Linked DNA regions of Callithrix jacchus: region 1 is linked to region 2. The links are chromatin contacts, called in public Hi-C maps. All regions are on one chromosome and are shown on one strand. The core of a region is the stretch at or near the end of the contact, and the rest is flanking DNA. Distances in the headings are between cores, read along the strand shown.

Region 1 (7,405 bases), core at 716-3,215, 140 kb before region 2:
TTAAGGTTCTCCTCTGGCCTCTGTTGTATGAGCTGAGGTTCTTCTGTGTTAACACAGCAGATTCCCTGAGTTTCACGACTTCATTATTTGTCTTACCTCTTCATTTAGCCTCCCTTGAGGATAAGGATAATATAGTACACTCTTTTTACCCTATTCTTCCGATGAGAGACCAGCATAGTGTCTTTTGTATAGTGAGTCATCAAGAAATTCCTTTTTATGATGATGAAGAAATTACTGGAGAGAAAGTGACTTCACCCATGTGTGCTGAGTTTTTATTTTCTTTAAAACAACACACATACTTAGTGGAAATCATATTCAGGAAATACTCTTCATTGTACATCCATGGAAACAAGGGTTCCAGCTTCGTTTAGTCACCTAGCTGGACTCTCTCAACAGTACCACCTGCTAACAGATGTGGTCCCACACATAGGTATGTGCCTGCTTACGCTTGGTGCAGTCGAGAAGCTCTCAAAGGTGTTGCTTATGCAAAATATCCTAAAACTATTTTCCCACTGCCCAAAAGCCCTGCCTCAGTTTTCACCATTACTTATTATTTTTTTTTTACCAAGTAAGGACTCTGTTACTAGGGAGGAAAAATACATAAGGTTATAACAACCTGATGACATCTTAGTTCTGACCAGTTTATCTGACAGGCTTCTGACTGCACCAAACTCCCACAGCATTTAGGAGATGCCTTTTATCACTGCAGTGTTTTGGAATGGTCTCTTTTCCTGTTTCTCCAAGCCATTGTGAGCTGCTTGAGGCTATTTCCAGCAAAATTTTCCTGGCACATGGTGGGCTTTCAAAAATACTGTTAAACTGAACTTAAGCAGCCTGCTCCCTAGGCAAGCCTTGTAGAGTTCCGAAATGAGTGCCTGAAAAATCAAGCCAAGCATGTAGTCTTGTGGTGAGGAAGTGTTGCATCAAATGCACTGCTTGGTTGGCTTCTGTAGGGGGTGAGAGGACCACCATAGGCAAACTTGCTCCTGTCACAGCTTGGCTAACCTTGACCAGTGGCTTATCTATGAAGGTGAGAGGCCTGGTTCTAGTGAAAAGAATTGCACTCAGTAATTAAAAGTTCATTATCAAGAGACCCAACTGTAACTTCATAATCTAATTTAGTGTTCCCCATCCCAACAAGACTGAACCGTCTTCCCGAGGACAGATTCTGCATCATGTACATTGTTTGTGTTCTTAAGAGTTTAGCACAAAGTTTGGTACATAATGGGAACTGAAAAAATGATGACTAACAAACATGTAGTGCTTACCATATGCCAGGCACTCCTCTAAGCATTTTATGTGTATTAATTCATTTAATCCTCAGAAAACGAAGACGAAGATACTATTGTTATTATCCCCACTTAACAGAAGGTGAAAGCAAAGCACCTAGGAGTTTATGTGACTTGCTCAGTGTCACAGTTCCACAATCCATGCTTTTAGAAACTATGCCTTAGTGCGTTTATTATTTTTATTTTTATAAAGATAGAGGGTGGAGGTGGGGGGGGTCAAGAGCAGTTGTCACCATGTCGTCCAGGCTGTTCTTGAACTCCTGGGCTCAAGCGAACCTCTTGCTTTGGCCTCCCAAAATGCTGGGATTACAGGTGTGAGCCACTGTGCCCAGACCCTTAGTGTATTTAAATAGGTGTGAATGAATAAATCTCCCAGAACCATAACTTTATAGGAAATTGTTTGCACCTCCCGGTACAACACTAAGGCACGGTCTCCCCCGCTAACTTGTCCCTAGTGCAGGGTCCGTCATTCGTTGACTTTTACCCACCTTCAGTTCCTATCGCAATATTACTTCTCGCGCCATAACTAGGCTGCCCTGCGTAGCTCTGGCCACCAGGAGGCACTGTAGGTACACGTCCTTTTCCCTCTGGCACTTCGCGACCCCCAGAGGGGCGGAGTCAACGTTGGGCGGAGCCCGCGGGACGGCTACAGCGCCAGCTATCCCGGCGGGCCACGCGCGCGGCCGCGTTTGAATGGCCCTTAGTGGGACTCGGCCCAGAAGCCGAGGGACACTCCAGGCTACCGGGCGCGGACGTTCAGCGCCCAGGCTAGGCTGAGGCACCGCGGTACCATGAGGCGCCGGTAAGTGGCTGCCGAGCCGGAGCGAGCCCCGCGCCCGCAGCTCCCCTTCCTTGGCAGGGCTTCTCCAGCCGGGCTTGACCGCGCCGAGGCCCACCTACAGGCCCCGCGGCGGCCTCGGCTCGGCCGGGCTCGCGGCGGCTCTGCCGGGGTCGCGGGGCGGGGCGGCAAGGCCGGGGCGGAGCCCCTCTGCTGGCCGCGGCGGGGAGTGTTGGGCGGCAGGCGCGGGGGGCCTCCGGGGGGCTTCAGTGGCCTGGCCCGGGAGAGGCGTGGACAGAACCTGCTGTCACTTATTTATATTCGGGTGGAGTCGACAGCTGCACCTGGAGAAGGGGAAGGACAGAACGCGTGTGGGGCGAACTGTTTTGAGGACAGGTTTTCCGCACAGCGCCTAGGCCCGGCCTAGGCATTTCCTTATTTTCTGACGGGTCCTCGGATTCCTGACAGATAAGCTTTTGTTTCGCGGGACAAAAACTTGACATAACTGCATAAGAATTGCTGGTTACAACTTTAAAAACCTTATTGTATTTTTTGAAAAGTTGTTCTGTAACAGTATCTAGGCTTTTACTACGCTCTTAAATTGCTTAAATATGGAGATAACAGAGTTGGTTTGTTTTCTTGTGGCTTATAAAGTTCCTTGAAAACAGAGGTACCTTGGTCAGTTTGTTTGCTAATTTTAAAAAAATGTAAGAGAAATTAGTTCTGTACTAATCATCAGTTCAGCACTTTGGAGAATTATGAGAAACTAGTCCACCTAATAGCTTAAACCTACTGGTTTTTTGGAGTTTCTTTGGATAACTAGCTACAGACTTGAATTGAAACATCATCCACTGAGGCTTTTACTTGCTAATAACTAATATTAGCCAATAAGAATATTAGCCAGTGTGATAATAATGATGGGCAATATTTATTTTGTGCTTTCTATGCACTAGGCACTGTATTAAGAGCTTTGTTTTGGGACAGATACTTTTATTCCCATTTGACAGGAAACTAAAGCACAGGGAATTTTAGTATTGTAACTTGTACCGTACAGGGTTACACAGCTAATATAATTAACACCCAAGCAGGCTGGCTCCATGCTTTTAACTCTGCTGCTCTACCACGTCCTTTTTCTGTGGCTCCTTTTAGTTTACAAAGCGCTTTCATGTCATTTCAACTTTGGAGACCTGAGTGTGCTTTTGTGTACACATGCATTCATTCACACACCATTCATTCGCTTTTTCTGGTCTTGTTGATTATACTTAAGGTTTGTGCCTGAGCAACATGGCTATTTTAAGATAAATGAAGTTAATAAGCTTTATGTGTGTGTTCTAATTTGTATTTTGACTTCCTTTTTGTCCTTTCCTGAAAGTTTTGAAAGTGTTAGTTTTAGCAACTTATGTATTACTTTAAAATAAAAAACTATGTGTTAAATCATCCCTAAAACTTATTGAGTGGTTATTCTGTACTTGAAATGGTTATAGTTAACTAATAGCTCCTTGACAAGGAATAAAGTTCAAAAGCAAAATGACTTCATAAGAAATCAGCAGTTTACACTTACTTATAGCAGAGCTTTTAAATGCCATTCGTCAGTTACAAAGCTTTTCATTGCTTGTATGCCCAAAAGGGTAGTAGACCTAACTGGCTATACAAAAGAAATGTGCCACAAGAATGACACTATGGACTTTGGGGACTTGGTAGAAAGAGGGTGGGAGTGGGATGAGGGATAAAAGACTTTATTTTGGATACAATGTTCACTGCTTGGGTAATGGGTACACCAGAATCTCAGAAATCACCACTGAAGAATTGATTCATGTAACCAGACACTACCTGATCCCCAAAAACCTAGTGAAATAAAAAATAATATAATTTAATAAAATAAGAAATATGCCAGGGCAACCAACCTCAGGGAGATTAATCTAGTTTGGGATATGAGATTAAACAACAGAAAGTATATGTGACACTCTTCATTAGTACAATGGATGAATGCAGAACTGAACTGAGTAAAGCTTCCGCAAAGAACCAACAGTTGCAGGATTTACGTAGGGCACTGAATACAAGGGTAGATTGTGGGGACTAGGCACACTTGGTAATCCCAACACTTTGGGAGGCCAAGACAGGAGGATCCTGGAAGCCAGGAGTTTGAGAGCAGCCTAAGCAACATAGCAAGACCACATCTCTACAAAAAACTTAACAATATTTTGCCAGGCATGATGGCATGTACCTGTAGTCCCAGCTACTTGGGAGGCTGGGGCGGGAGGATCACTTAAGTTCAAGAGGTTGAGGCTACAGTGAGCTGAGATTTTGCCACTGCACTTCAATGCAGCACCAAGACCCCATCTGTAAATAAGTAAATAAGGGTGGATGGGCTGGGCAAGGTGGCTCATGCCTGTAATCCCAGAACTTTGGGAGGCTGAGGTGGGCGGATTACTTTAGGTCAAGAGTTCAAAACCAGCCTGACCAGATCACTTGAAGTCAGGAGCTCAACATGAGCCTGGCCAACATGCCGAAACCTCATCTCTACCAAAAATAAAAGTTAGCTGGGCATGGTGACGTGCATCTGAAATCCCAGCTACACAGGTGGCTGAGGCACAAGAATCACTTGAACCTGGGAGGTAGAGGTTACAGGCTGGAGTGTAGTGACACAGTCTTTGCTTAATGCAACCTCTGCCTCTCGGGTTCAGGTGATTCTCCTGCCTTAGCCTCCCGAGTAGCTGGGACTACAGGTGTGCACCACCACGCCCAGCTAATTTTTGTATTTTTATTAGAGATGGGGTTTTGCCATACATGCTGGTCTTGAACTCCTGACCTCAGGTGATCCACCCACTTTGGCCTCCTGAAGTGCCGAGATTATAGGCATGAGTCACCGTGCCTGACCTGTTAATATTTTAATGTGATGATTTCTTTCAAGTCTTTTTTTATGCTGGTAACTATTTTTCTTTTTGGAAAACTGGAATTATGCCTTTTTCTCCCTGTGAGATTTTTTTGACTCAGCACATCATGTATATTTTCCATTCTTTAAAATTTTTTTTTGCTTTATTTACACAGATAATGAGGAAAAAAATGCTCTTTTTAATGGTAATAGTATTTTTTGTATGTGTTCTTTTGAAATTGGGAATTTTGCTTTGTATTCCAAAGAGACATTTTGAAGGGAGAAATACTGGAACATGATAATTTTTTTTTTTTTTTTTGAGACAGAGTCTTGCTGTCACCCAGGATGGAGTGCAGTGGCAAAATCTTGGCTCACTGCAACCTCCGCCTCCCAGGTTCAAGCGATTCTCCTGCCTCAGCCTCCTGAGTAGCTGGAATTAAAGGTGCGCGCCACCATGCCTAGCTAATTTTTTTTTTTTTTTTTTTGGAGACAGAGTCTCACTCCGTCACCAGGCACCAGGCTGGAGTGCAGTAGTGCGGCTCACTGCAACCTCCGCCTACCCGGTTCAAGCAATTCTCCTGCCTCAGCCTCCTGAGTAGCTGGGACTACAGGTGCACGCCACCACACCCAGCTAATTTTTTTGTATTTTTAGTAGAGACGGGGTTTCACCATGTTGGCCAGGATGATCTCGATCTCTTGACCTCCTGATCCACCCACCTCAGCCTCCCAAAGTGGCTGGGATGATTTTTATATTTTTAGTTAGAGACGCGATTTCACCGTGTTGGCCAGAATGGTCTCGATCTCTTGACCTTGTGACCTACCTGCCTCAGTCTCCCAAAGTGCTGGGATTACAAGTGTGAGCCACCGCACCCAGCCAATAATTGATTACTAAAAACAATGGAAGTAAAAGTCTATAATGTCTCCAAGGTTTTTTATCTGGGAGACTAAAGAATCATGGAACCACTGAAATAAGTTGGGATTCTCATGATACAGTTTTTTTTGTAAACTGCTATTCACAGACACATGAGATTTTAATGAAGACTCTTTCTTTCTCTCATTTACATTCTTCCTAAAACTCCTAAAATTTATCTTCCTTGATTTTTTTCTTTCTTTCTTTCTTTTTTCAGATGAGGTCTTGCACTGTTGCCCAGGCTGGAGTGCAGTGGTGCAATCTCTGCTCACTGAAGCCTCCACCTCCCAGGTTCAAGCAATTCTCCCGCCTCAGCCTCCTGATGAGTAGCTGGGATTATAGGTACCCGTCACCTCGCCTGGCTTATTTTTGTACTTTTAGTAGAGACAGGGTTTCACCATGTTGGCCAGGCTGGTCTTGAACTCCTGACCTCAGATGATCCGCCCACCTCAGCCTTCCAAAGTGCTGGTATTACAGGTGTGAGCCATCATGCCCGGCCTCAATTCTTTCTTAGCAAGCCTTCTCCTCTCCCCTTTTTTGAAAAGATTTTTTAACATATTTTTTTCTATTAGAATACTAAATAAGGCGCCGGGCTCAGTGGCTCATGCCTGTAATCCCAGCACTTTGGGAGGCCAAGGTGGGCGGATCACCTGAGGTTGGGAGTTTGAGACCAGACTGACCAACATGGAGAAACCCCGTCTGTACTAAAAATACAAAATTAGCCTGGCATGGTGGTTCATGCCTGTAATCCCACCTACTTGGGAGGCTGAGGCAGGAGAATCGCTTGAACCCAGGAGGCCGAGTTGCAGTGAGCCAAGATCACACTATTGCACTTTAGCCTGGGCAACAAGAGCAAAACTCCGTCTCAAAAAAAAAAAAAGTACTAAATAAGGCTTAAATTTGGTCATGAATCTTCACTTCGAGAGACTAAAGGACTCATTTTATTTATTTATTTTTTTAATGTATTAGATTGCTACAGTTTTTTTGTTTGGTTTTTGTTCTTTTTTGAGACAGAGTTTCACTCTTGTTGCACAGGCTGGAAGGCAGTGGCGACCTCGGCTCACTGCAACCTCTGCCTTCTGGATTCAAGCGATTCTTCTGCCTCAGCCTCCCAAGTAGCTGGGTTTACAGGCATGTGCCACCATACTTGGCTAATTTTGTATTTTTAGTAGAGATGGGGTTTCACGATGTTGGTCAGGCTGGTCTTGAACTCCTGACATCAGATAATCTACCCACCTCCGCCTTCCAAAGTGCTGGGATTACAGGCATAAGGTACCTCGCCCAGCCAGATTGCTACAGTTTTACAAGCAAGAGGTGAGTAGAACTCTTTTATCAAGGGAGTAGGAACTAGCTTTAAAAATTCTTGTCTAGGTCAGGTACAGTGGCTCACACCTGTAATCCTAGCACTTTGGGAGGCCAATGGTAGGAGAAAAGCTTGAGCCCAGAAGCTTGAGACCAACCTGGGCAACATAGCAGACCCCTTCTCTACAAAACATTTTAAAATTAAGCAAGTGTAGTGGCATGTGGCTGTAGTCCCAGCTCCCCAGGAGGCTGGA
Region 2 (6,686 bases), core at 3,565-6,064:
TTTCATTCCTCTCCATGAGTGCTGTGGACTGCAGCTGCTTCTAATCGGCTGTCTTGGCCATATTTCACAATTCCACATTTCTGAAAAGCTCCTGAGTATTCTTGATGCTACTGATCCATGCACCATATTTTAAGTTGCAAGGTTGAGAATGATTTCCTAAGTTCCTAGAAAAGGGGAGTGATTGCTCACGAAGGGGCTGTTAAATCGGAATTTTCCAACTGCAATGTGCAATAACATTTGAACCCCCCACCGCCTTCCAAAAATCATTTGAGTTAAAAAAATTTGTCCTGTTTGAAATTAATACAACTAGCCTTTAGAGTTTCTCTGCCTTCTCTTTTCCCCATTTTTTTCCTGCCTCACTTTCTGGGAGAATGATTTTTCCCGATTCCTAGGCTGCTGGACAGATCTTTCCACAAAGGGACATAAGGTAGGTTCCATGGCTGATGGATTGATTTCTTTTTTTAGATGATAGTTGAGTTTGAAAACTGAGTTTCCAGCCTGAATATTTTCCACAATAAACTTCTTCAATCACTGATTGTGTTTATGAAGGGGTAACTTATTGTGTTTATGAAGGGGGAAGTTGCAGAAGCAAATTAAGTATAAGTGTTTATCTGGGAGTGTGGATCCTTTTGAGCTCTTCTCTGATTACTCAAACTTTCCAAGTTCCCATTTTTCATCCTACCATCTAGATTATGTTTATTTTTAGGGTACCAGCATTAAGCGAGAGCAGTTATCATCCCAGGTTTATTTTCTACCACTACATAAGACAAAGACTCTCACAGAAATAAAATCCTCTGTGTTTCTAACCTTGGCCGATTATTTCTTATTCTTTGCTGTCAATACATTACAAATGAAGCAAAGCAACATAAAAATCAAAGAAGGTAACCTCGTGTACCAAATGAATTCCTTTTCTTGTCAAGTTGCCTTGCCAACTTTTGAGGCTTTGCCTAAGGTGAGCTTAGGCCTTGCTTTTCTGAAACACCTTTTTTTTTTCTGAGAAGCTTTATGCCTGAACCTGTCTTTGCTACTCTTGATTGTTTCTATAGCAACTACAATGGAAAACTTTAATGGCATCTACAATCCAATGATATTGGGACATCATGATAACCAGCTCATATTGTTCTATAGAATATTGAGTGGCTCTTTCCCTCCTTCCTTTTCAAGGACAAATCAAGACAAAGTAGACTTAAAGCACATGGGGTACCACTGTGTTAGATATGAGGAAGGACTTCCAGTGAAGGAATGTGTGAATGAATAAAGGACATTCTGGACTTGCAGTTTTTGGTGAATATTTTAAAGTAAGCTATATCTAACTCCTTTTGATTGGTAGGATCAAAATGCTGACTGAAGATAAGGTGCTGATTAACTTCTTAATATCTCTGAAGCAATAATATCCAGAGCAGGATTTCAATGTGACATGTTCTTGAAAACATACTGGTGTTCACCGTTGTGCTAGCTGCTGTGGGGCATATAAGAGAGATATACGTAGTCCTTGAACTGAAAGGTTTCATCTTTACAGATCTAAGGAAAAGAGAATGTAAGAATAAAGTTGAGCTTTTAGACCAAATTCAGGTGACAGAGAGGTCTGTTACTGAAGACATTAAATTTCTGTATTGTTACAGGAAAGCAATAGGTGGAATTGCTTTACATGAAGGCATCAACTGGACCCATTTAATGCATACAATGCCCACCCCTGCCACAGCTATGGGGTTGGCTAGGTGGGTCCCCTTCTGTTGGGAGAGTACTGTCTTGTTATTCCAGAGTACTGGGAAAATATTACCATTTTCTATGTGTATCATGACATGAAAAAGTCTAGGAAGTATTGCCATAAACAAAGTTACGTGAGAATCTGGAAGTACAGAAGCCCTTGACTGTTGCCCAACTCTTCCCCTCAAACCTAGGCCAAGGATTATATTTATCTTTGAATTCCTAAGGGTAGTGTATTGTTCTGGAAGCAACAACGTTTCAAGGAGGAAGGAATAATCAGCTGTATCAAATAAGGCTGATAGATCAAGTAAGATTAGGTTGGAGACCTGACCACTGGATTTAGTTACATGGAGATCACAGTGAAAGTTGGTGAGTTGTTTTGGTGAAGTGGTGGGAACAAAAGCCTTGAGGAGTGGATGAAATAGTGAATGGAAGGAGAATTGGAGACAGTGCTATAGATGACTCTTCTGAGGAACTCTGCTATAAAAGGAAGTAGAGAAATGAAGCAGAAAGTGGAATAGGGTGTAGGGCCAAGTTTTTTTTGTTTTTGTTTTTTTTTTAATCTTTATTTTTGAGACAGAGTCTTGCTCTGCTGCCAGGCTGGTGTGACCTCGGCTCACTGCAACTTCTGCCTCCTGTGTTCAAGCAATTCCCCTGCCTCAGCCTCCCGAGTAGCTGGGACTACAGGCATGCACCACCACACCCGGCTAATTTTCTGTAATTTAGTAGAGATGAGGCTTCACCATGTTGGCCAGGATGGTCTTGATCTACTGACTTTGTGGTCTGCCCACCTCGACCTCCCAAAGTGCTGGGATGATAGGCATGAGCCACCGTGCGTGGCCTTCATTTTTTTTAAAGGTAAAAATATAGCATGCTTGGATGCTAATGTGAATGATTCGTTAGAAGGTAAAAATGATGTTCTGCACATGGACACAGAAAGGGGAGTACTAAACACTGGGGTCTATTCGGGGGAAAAGGGGAGGGCCAGTGGGAGGGGGAGGTGGGGAGGGATAGCCTGGGGAGAAATGCCAAATGTGGGTGAAGGGGAAAAGAAAAGCAAAGCACACTGCCATGTGTGTACCTACGCAACTGTCTTGCATGCTCTGCTCATGTACCCCAAAACCTATAATCCAATAAAAAATTAAAAAAAAAAAATGATGTTCTGGCGAGAGTGGGAGCATCTGCTGGAGAGATGTCCCCAAGTAGGTGAGCACAGATAAGATCTAGTGCAGTAATAGAGGCCTCATCTTGGACTGGGGCAGAGACCCCTCTACACTAACAGGAAGGAAGGCAGGAAACATAGGTACAGATACAGGTAGGCTGGGAGTTGTAGCAATAGCAACACTGGAAATTCCTGGTTGCTTCCATTTCTTCATGAAATAGGAAAGTCAGCAGCTCAGAATGAGGGTGGAAGGAGAGAGAAGATATTGTCTTGTATTCTGTATTTTAGGAGTTTGCTCCTTTCATTTTCAGTTCTCTAATCATGACTCCAGCCCTTCAAGTCAAAGTACTCTTATGACCTGATAAGCTCTTCACTTTCCCTTTTCTCCACCAGAGTACAGGTTGTGAATTCTGGGCAGAAAGAATAGCTCATGCCAGAGTCCCTCCGCTGGAGCTTGTGAGCACCCCTCAGTAGTAGTAGATAGAGCTGTTCAAAACAACACAGTAAATAAAGACATCTTTCTGGCCTGTAGCAGTGTTATCCTGGAAGTTACTTAACATCAGTTTTTGATCCCTCTCTGTCTGTAAAATGTGGACAACACTAGCTTACCTCATAGGGCAGCTTATTAGTCTCAAATGAAGTTATATGAGAAGTATATAGAATAGTGTTTGGTGCATATAAGTGTTACTATTTTTAAGACTGTTTCTCTGGAGTTCAATAGTTCCCTCTGCTTGGAAGGCTCCCCTACACCCATTTACCAACCAGGCAAACTCCTACTCAATCATTAGGCTTTAGCTCATCGTCTATTTCTCATGAAGCCTTGGGTAACCCATTTAAACATAATTAAACTTTTCTTCTTTGGGCCTTGACCTTGAATCTCTCACTGCACTTGGCAACACTGTACTGTACTGTAATCATCTGCTCACAGGACTAGATTATCTTCCTTGTGGGCAGTGAGCTACATGAGGACAGGGGCAAGGTCTTTTTTTTTTAATTTCAGGACATAGCACTGTGCCTGATGCAGAGTAGACAACTAGAAGCAATGAAAAGTATTAACTATGTATGGATATAGGAAAGAACCAGAAAGTACTGAGAGAGAAGAAAACACTTGTTCTGCTACACTGACATTTTAGCCCTTGCTTTCATTATTTTCATGTGGTTTCAGTACCAAGTTAAAAACTGCTTCCATCCGTGTAACCAACTGTCCCCCTCCCTTTTTTCTCCTTGGTCCAAAGAAGGGACTGGAGTGAGACTGCCTTAGAATGTCAGTTCCACCACTACCTAGTTGTTCACTTCAGACAAGTTTTTTTTTAACCGTTCTAAGGCTGTTACCTTCACCTGCAGAATAAAGGTAACAGTAGTCCCTACCTCACAGAGCTGTTATGAGAATGAAGTACTCATGTGCTCAATAAATGTGAGCTACAGTAGTAATTTCTACAGAAATTCTGAGAACATTTAAGCCCCTTCTAGCCATCTCCCAGTGTGCACTGCTCTCTCCCAGGTGCTGCATTCTGCCTCTCACCAAACACACACACTGTTTTTACATCCACACTTCTGAACCCTGACTTCGGTATAGTTTTAAAATGATACATATTCATTCCTGAAAATTAAAATGGAAGAAAAAAATTAACTCACTGGAAATCTCGGCACAGTTAACCACTAACATTTTTGAGTCTATTATTTGTTTAAACCTTTATGTGAATGCACACATTTAAACATTTTTCCCCCAAAAGTCCGTATTATACAAATTCTAAGACCCGTCCTTGCACTTTCCATGGTCCCCTCCACCTATCTCTGAGGCCTTGAGAACCCCACCCCGCCACCAATGCAGACCCCCACCACTCCCAGCTCCCACCAGTCTGGCCTTCCCGCAGTCCCAGTTCCGGTCCCACCTGCGGGACCTCGGCCGCGCCGCCCTGCCCCGCCCCGCCGCGGCCGGCCTCCATCCCCGGCCCAGCACCCCGTGGCCACCGGGCGCCGACCGCTCGCGGCTCCTCCGTGCGGCCCGCTTCCGGTAGGGCCGGGGAGTCTCCGCTGCGGCTCGGCTCCCTCGTGCTCAGCACTGCCAGTGGCGGTCAGATGCAGGCGGAGCTCGGAGGTCGGGGAGGCCGCGGGCGGCGGCCCGGCCGCGATAGGCCCGGCAGAGACCGCCACAGCGAGCGACCAGGAGCCGCAGCGGCGGTAGCCAGAGGTGGCGGCGGCGGGGACGGAGGCGGCCGCCGGGGCCGTGGCCGGGGCTTCCGCGGCGCTCGCGGAGGCCGAGGAGGAAGAGGCGCCCCGCGAGGCGGTCGCCGGGAGCCGGGAGGCCAGGGTGCCGGGGCCAGCGCGCCGGTAAGGGGCGACGGCTGGTGGGGCCGGACGGCGTGGAATTCGGGCAAATGGGGTAGGGGCAGCTAGTCAAGAGCCGCCAGCGACCGTGCCAGGCGCGCGCCAGAGTGGCGGCGGCGGCGGCGCATGCGCGGGACCGGCGGAAGGTGGCGGGGGCGCGCTTGTTTTGTGAGCTTGGCGTTCCTGGCGGCCTCCGGTCCCTGCTGGCGCTAGACGGCAGAGGTCGGAGGGCTTTCTAGCCTGCCCCAGGGTCGGGGTTAGGAACCCAGAGACCAAGGCCTTGTGTTGGGGCTGCAAGTCTCGGCTGCCCGTGGGGCCGGCTGGGATGTCTGCACGATTAACCACTGTGGGACTGAGGCGCAGCCAGGGCGTGGTCTCTCGGTGCCGAGGCCTTGGCAGCCTTACTACAGGACGCTCCTGTTAACTGGGAGGGAAGGGAATTTTTGGTCTTTTTTGTTTACTGTCTGTACAGTGCCTAGTACACAGTAGGCGCATAATAAAAACAGTTTGTTGAATGAAAGAACGACCCGTGCGACTGGACTCTAGTATTTGGGGGCGGGATCAGATGCATATTTCTTTGTAATATCGTAATTCTCTTTTATTACACCTATACGTGTAGCAATCAGGGACCACTGTCCTTCGTCGTTTTTAATTTTCAACTTATAAATGTTTGAGCAGTCAAATTATGAGTTTATATAGCAATATCATCAGTCTTATTGACACATTCATAGAAAGTTTTCAGAGATTGGAGCAGGGGTTGATATATATGGGGGCAAACTCAATCATATCTCAGCTAAGGAAGTTGGAGGACTGCCTTTTTATGAGCTGTTCTGTTAACATCTATAGGACAAGACCATCTTTATATTCTAAATTCTTATGCACACAGATTTAAAAAATTCTTTTTTGAATGAGGCCAAATTTGCTATTACTGAAATATTTACATCTTAAGGGCACAGCAGATAAGATATCCCTAAAGAGAGTAATTGTATACAATACAAAGCTGGGAAAAAAATTATAAAACTTTAAATGTAACAAACTTAAGTCTTGTTCGGATTAAGGTAGGTAATAGGCAAAACTTGAATGAGATATAAAAACATTTTTGGGTCAGTTTACCTAGTATTTGAGGAAGGTAATGCCAGAAACTATAGACCAACCTAGTGCCGACTTTGTATCACATTTTGTTCTTATATCTGTATTTTATATATATGTAATATGTACATAATGTAGAATTATGTAATACAATAGTATATAATAAACACAGTGTATTATATAATATATATAATAATTTTTATTTTTATAGGTTAATTGACTAAGCTTTCACAGATAGTAGCAGAGCTGGGATTTATACCAAGCTGGCTTGAATCAACTATATTTTATCTGTTACTTTTTTGTGAAACAGTCACTTTGCCGAGAACAAAGTAGACAATCCTTGGCTGCAGAGATCCTGCTTTAAGAGTAATTGTAGTAATGATACCTTTGGTATTAACTA

The links. Hi-C and Micro-C count contacts between places; a contact is called where the count stands out from the background.
Region 1: a Hi-C map of skeletal muscle shows a contact between it and region 2, with 4 times the contacts expected there. The contact joins the promoter of KATNBL1 here to the promoter of AVEN in region 2. A contact is called at or near these places in 2 of 3 Hi-C or Micro-C datasets (both in skeletal muscle).

The regions. Positions count from the first base shown.
Region 1 is chr8:53,905,443-53,912,847 of calJac240_pri, reverse strand. KATNBL1 (katanin regulatory subunit B1 like 1) reads left to right here and starts at 1,965. Exons shown (of 10, transcript XM_035259937.3): 1 at 1,965-2,091.
Region 2 is chr8:53,766,737-53,773,422 of calJac240_pri, reverse strand. AVEN (apoptosis and caspase activation inhibitor) reads left to right here and starts at 4,814. Exons shown (of 5, transcript XM_078334430.1): 1 at 4,814-5,200. The coding sequence starts at 4,949. The region is part of intron 1 of CHRM5 (cholinergic receptor muscarinic 5); the gene reads right to left.